Regions from separate parts of the Anas platyrhynchos genome. Here region 2 is linked to region 1. Evidence: chromatin contacts called from public Hi-C data. All regions are on one chromosome and are shown on one strand. Each heading gives the region's core, a stretch centred on a gene start, on an enhancer-like site or on the middle of the called end of the contact. The rest is flanking DNA. Distances are from core to core; before and after follow the strand shown. Region 1 has its middle 3.5 kb from the start of SLC3A1. Region 2 overlaps LOC140002144 (a long non-coding RNA gene).

Region 1 (2,700 bases), core at 32-2,531:
TTTCAGTTTCAGGAGCAGCAAATGTGAACACAATAGTGAAACCAAAATGAAATACCTTTCCCAGTGCTCTGAAATCTGCATTTAATTTGGCAAGATACAGTTGTGGGAAATACTCCACTAATGCAAACAATCTGCATGGTGGTTAGAAGTGTGGTGTTTTACCACAACTTCTCAGTCTACTTTTAGTCGTGGGCACCTTTTTCACCATACTGGGTTACAAACTCTAGGATGGGGAAATGCGTTATATATTTATCTGCTCATTCCTACTCATCTTTACCTTTCAAACATTCAGGTACTGTTGCTTAAGAGATTAGAGCTACTGTATTTAACTTTGCTCTCAACTTGTTAGGGGATGGAAGAAAGGCAGATAATACGTGTGTGAAAAATTGCAACAACTATTTTGTATGTAGTTAAAATATTTCAAGTGCTGCTTCTGGAAGTGGAATGGGAAGAAGGGATAATAGCACATTGACACCAGAAGGGGCTATGCCAAGTTTGAGTGCTGTTCTGCTACCTGAGAAGGAAGGAAATCACCCAAACAGCTCCTGCTTTTCCTCATTATTGTTATATAATGTTATTTTTTCTTTTGATTTTTTTGTGTTTCGTAATGAAATGTATGTCAATTTGCTGGTGAGAGGACCAAATAGGTAGAAGGAAGTTTGTGAAATTCAACATATCTAGTCAATATGGCCAGTTCTAGTCTGGTTCTAGCCTCTCAGCCTTGAACCATATTAAACAAAATTAATCAAAAGGAGGAAAATGTGCAACCTGGACATCATTGTTGATGTAAAGATGTATGTCTGAACCTTCAGTTCTGAAATCTTAGAAACAAACTGTTTTTGTTCTGAGTAGATTAGTGTGTTGTACTTGGTGCTACAGACTCCAGGACATCACAGCAAAACTAATATGTGAAAACTATGAAAGCACCTGTCATATAATGAAAGGCAGGCGTTCACTTTAGTCCTTCTCTGGGAGAGACGGGGTAATGCGTTACATGTGATAGTTGTATTTGAAAGACTAGTGGGGAGAAAAGTTTAAAAGCATTATGTGAGTACTTGTTGAACGTGGGATTACGTTTTTCTTTGGTTTGTTAGTATGGATGAGCTAGATCAAAGCTGAAACTGTTTTATGCAGATGGATGCTCTGAGATCTGGCACCTGAAAAGCCTGTGCAGATCAGTGGATTTATTAAGTTCAAAATGGGAAGCCTGCTGTTCATTGCAGCCAAGACTTTCTTGACCTTTCACCAAAAAACTTCCACGCTGATAACTGGATCCTTGAATGCCAGGGGATTCCACAACTGAAAACCTGAAGTTGTTAGGAGTACTTAGCATATAATGTTCTCAGATAAACCTCAGTTTTTAGATTAAAAAAAAAAAAAAAAGTTTCACTTCAAGGCTTCACTTAAGACAAAGAGGTGCAGCATGGTTCATAATCCTGAGTGGTATTTACCAGGGTGAAGACCTAACTGAATTCTTCTTGCTTTAGAAAAACTAGCATCAAAAGTAATGGGGGAAAAAAATGAAAAACCTGCTTAGACTACTTCTGTTTATCACTGTTTTTAGAGCAGAGTCTGTTTAAGCCAGTGTAGGCTGCACCCTGTCTCTTCCTCCTGGTACTGACTGGAACTTGACGCCCTGTTCTTACCGGCTTCGTTCTGGATGCACTCGGCCACAGTCATTGGGCTCCTCACACCAGGCCGCTCTACCCCTGTGCTTCTGATCTCCTGTGTGATGATGGGCAATGAGGTTAGATCAAGGCTATCAGTAAGTAACAGGTTCTTCTGAGCCAGCTGTGCGTACACAGGGGTTAATTACTCAACTTTACTGCCCCCACACCTCTTGCTCCCAGTAAACCTGCTCGTGCTGGTTCCTTGTTCACTTGGGGTCTTTGAACCTTGACAGAAGGCTCGTATACTCTCCCTGCAGTCCTGCATCCCACGTTCTGGTACTGATGATTTAATGACAAGCTTGGAAGGGACAGGCTCATCTCGTAGGGGCTTAGCCTATAGGAAATGCTGTATGAATGTTTTTAGAGACAGTTCCAAAGAAAAGGTTAGTTTGGAGGCAGTCAATGAGGCTTGAGCTGAGGAAATAGAGTTGTCCAGGGAAAACTATAGTCAGGTCTCATGTTGAATTTTAGGAACTCTTTCGTGAGTATTTCTGCCCACTGGACCTCTGTTACCCGTCTGTTAAACAGGAGTCATACCGTGCACCTTCTCAAAAGGAGGCAGTGGTTAGTAATGGGAATTAGTGTTGTGTTTTTTAGCAATTCTTCTAGCTTTTTAAAAATAAGAATTTTTTTCCATTTGCTTTTGTATGTTCAGGTCAATGTAAAATTTAAGATTAATTTCTGCCACTTAAGTCTGCAGTGAATGGTATGTGTATCTATTTGGAGAGGGCTTCTTGTAGCTGTGAAATGTTTTTGATGTTGATGTCGAGTTTGTGCTGGCCAGAGAGCACCTTCCTTGAACGCAGAGCCTCGCACGTGCCAGCTCTTGCCGTGTACTGCACTAGGCCAGCCCATCTGAATGGGGGGAGGTGTGCTTCAGTGTCGTTTTCCAGAAATGTATACTTCCAGTTCTTTGGTTTCACTTCCCACCGTTCGTATTCGTTTTAGACACTGACTGTCTGGTGGTGGGCTGGTATGCTCTGACATGGAGTCAGTGGAGTGTTGGTCATAGCCAGCCCTTGTAAAAGCT
Region 2 (2,700 bases), core at 56-2,555, 92 kb before region 1:
TTTCTCCCTTTCCCTTTATTTTTCCTTGAAAGGAAAGGCATCTTCCTTCCTTCTCCCTTCCTGTTTCTCTCTGCTTCCAAAGACAGTTGCACAACTTGTTGGAGCTTCCCATAGGAGCAAAATGTCCTCTGTCCTGCTAAATTCAGCAAAAAGTGACTGTGCTTGTATCTTGTGAATTTGTATGTTTAGTGCTTAGTTCCATGTCCAGGGCCCAGAGGAACTGTGCATGGCTGTAAGACCGCACACTGCATGCATTTGCACTCCTGTAATGTTGATATTTACTGAGGCATAGAAGTTCACAGCTGTCTATTCTTTCATAGATAATCAATAAATCATACGTCAGCTCTGGTGATTATGCGTGTCAAGTAACAAGTCATCAACATCTAAGCTATTAAAGATCATGCACTATTTTTTGTGTTAGCTTAAGAGCTGTAAATATGTTCTCACTAAAAGAAGGAAACAGTGAAAACTAAGAAACTCCATACAAAAAACATCACTTGCTGCCATTTCTGCCTCTGGTCAGGAAATGTTTATGGAATAAAGAAAGAGAGCCTTCCCCAGTAAAAAATGAAAATGAAAAAATTTGCATGATCTATAAACCGCCCTAGCTGTCACCAGCTGACAGATCTGAAATATGAAAACCACTTCTGACATTTTCTGATCTTAGCCTACCAGATGGTGTATGGCACTTCCAGACCAATATGAAAGGGAAGATAGGAATGGGTGGAAAGCAAAGCAGATCGTAATTGTAAGCATCCTCTTTTGTAATTCTGGCCATTTGCTACTTCATAAATTAATCAATCTGATTTCCGATGTGTGGTTATTATTCTACTGAAAATTGGACTAGCATAAATGGATCCCGTTCTGCATCCTGGATGAAGATAAAGATTACAGAAGATAAACAAAATTATGTGAGACTCTGTATTCATCTCCTTACCTCCGTATATTCCCTTCTGACACAAAGATATTTATGGTCTAAATTAGCGTTAATGTTTTGCAAGGCTTAATCCATATTACGAAGTGGCTTTGTGATAAACAGCTAAAAGAGCAAAACATTACAATTCTATTTCCCAGACTATAATTTTCTGCAGCAATAGAAATGCATTAGTGCTGGTTTTGACTCCTCTTCTGCTAAATAAGGGCATGTTTTAATGCGTTTTTGAATCTGCCGTACTGTGCTCTTCTGAGGTAGTTCATTGACTTATTTCCAACTAAGAAAATATGGGCAAATGCTGATGTGCTGAAATCTGGAATTGAACATAACATCTAGGAGCTTCCCTCAAGATGGCACTACCGAACTGCTTCACATACCTCTGAACCCTTATGTAATCTTGTTTATACAGCGTCAGGGTCATTTTAAAGCTAAGATCACACGATGCTAATTTGGCCAATGATTTTCACTTTCATTTTGGCAAAATGCCTTCTTTATGTCTAGGCACAGACATTTAAAGGCAATATTTTTGTGCAGGCTCTGCCAATAGAGTCCTGTAGTCAAGGAACACTTGTTAAAAAATAGCCAGGATTATACTTTCCAATTTGCCTTAGAAACTATGAATCCCTCTGAAATCTGCTGTGCAGATTCATGCACGTCAGATTTACAGGCCTTTTTTCATGTTGGCTGAAACTCTGGATCCATGCTGAACTGAACATGTAACGTGAATTGAAAAGGATGACACAAAGTAAGGGGGAGAATGGGAAGAATGTATTTTTCCAATATCTGTGAAGAGAGGGAACCCCTGCATGCAGCTATCTTCGTTCTTGGCTAGGAAATTCTTGTCTTTGCACAATCCTACTAGAGCTTCCTGAAACACTGTGTAGAAATCAGAGGTCATATAGCATCTAGAGGTGAAAGGTCTGGAGCAATGTTCATTATTTCTTCTCTCGTTTCAAGCTTTGCAAGAAATACACCCCAAACTTCCCACATGCTATCTTGACCTTTGTACATGCATGCAGCCTTCCATGCTGTGAGCATAGTTGCAAAGAAAATCCAGACACCTTTTTTCATATTTCCTTTACTGACTTTCCACAGTTGTCCTCAAAATAGTGCTCTCTGAGAGGGCAGCTCTCTCGAATAGTGTTATTAACAAAAAAAATAAAAAATTCTATAGGGACTTTTATGCAGAATTTCTACATAGTTTGGGACAAGGCATCAAGGAAAACCTTGCTGTTCTAAATTGATGAACTGTTAGAGGAAACTGAGCTATCTTTTGCAACAGCAATCACCTTATAAACCACTGGAAAGAATCTGGTTATTCTTCATTCAAGTCTTGTAGGAGATTTAATGAAATTATCCTCATCACAAGACTAAAGAACCTTGTTACGCTATGCAAAAACTATGCTACGCCTTGAGTAAGTGATTCATCAGAGCAAAACCTCATCTATGTAGCTATGAATAATGTGAAAAAACCTGAACAACACAGAACCAAGAAAACGTTTTTACACCGTGAAAGACAGATAGCATCAGACTCCATGTGATGAAATATCTAACCTTTTCATAGAACCACAGAATGGTTTGGGTTGGAAAGGACCTTAAAGACCACTCAGTTCCAACCCCCTGCCATGGGCAGGGACACCTCCCACCAGACCAGGTTGCTCAAAGCCCCATCCAGCCTGGCCTCGGGCAGCTCCAAGGATGGGGCAACCACAGCTTCTCTGGGCAGCCTGTGCCAGGACCTCACCACCCTCTGAGTGAAAAATTTC

Evidence for each region. A called contact is a pair of places that touch in the nucleus more often than the background predicts.
Region 2: a Hi-C map of F5 follicle shows a contact between it and region 1, with 2.0 times the contacts expected there. The contact joins two enhancer-like sites. A contact is called at or near these places in 5 of 8 Hi-C or Micro-C datasets (F5 follicle, liver, skeletal muscle and 1 more).

Annotation. Positions count from the first base shown.
Region 1 is chr3:40,518,637-40,521,336 of IASCAAS_PekinDuck_T2T, reverse strand. No RefSeq gene overlaps it. Among named protein-coding and RNA genes, the nearest start is that of SLC3A1, 3.5 kb to the right of the region's middle. Within about 2 kb of position 1,281, at least 2 of the 8 cell types and tissues checked have an H3K27ac peak or open chromatin away from gene starts, as enhancers often do.
Region 2 is chr3:40,611,121-40,613,820 of IASCAAS_PekinDuck_T2T, reverse strand. All of the region lies in intron 3 of LOC140002144 (a long non-coding RNA gene), which reads left to right. Among named protein-coding and RNA genes, the nearest start is that of PPM1B, 31 kb to the right of the region's middle. Within about 2 kb of position 1,305, at least 1 of the 8 cell types and tissues checked has an H3K27ac peak or open chromatin away from gene starts, as enhancers often do.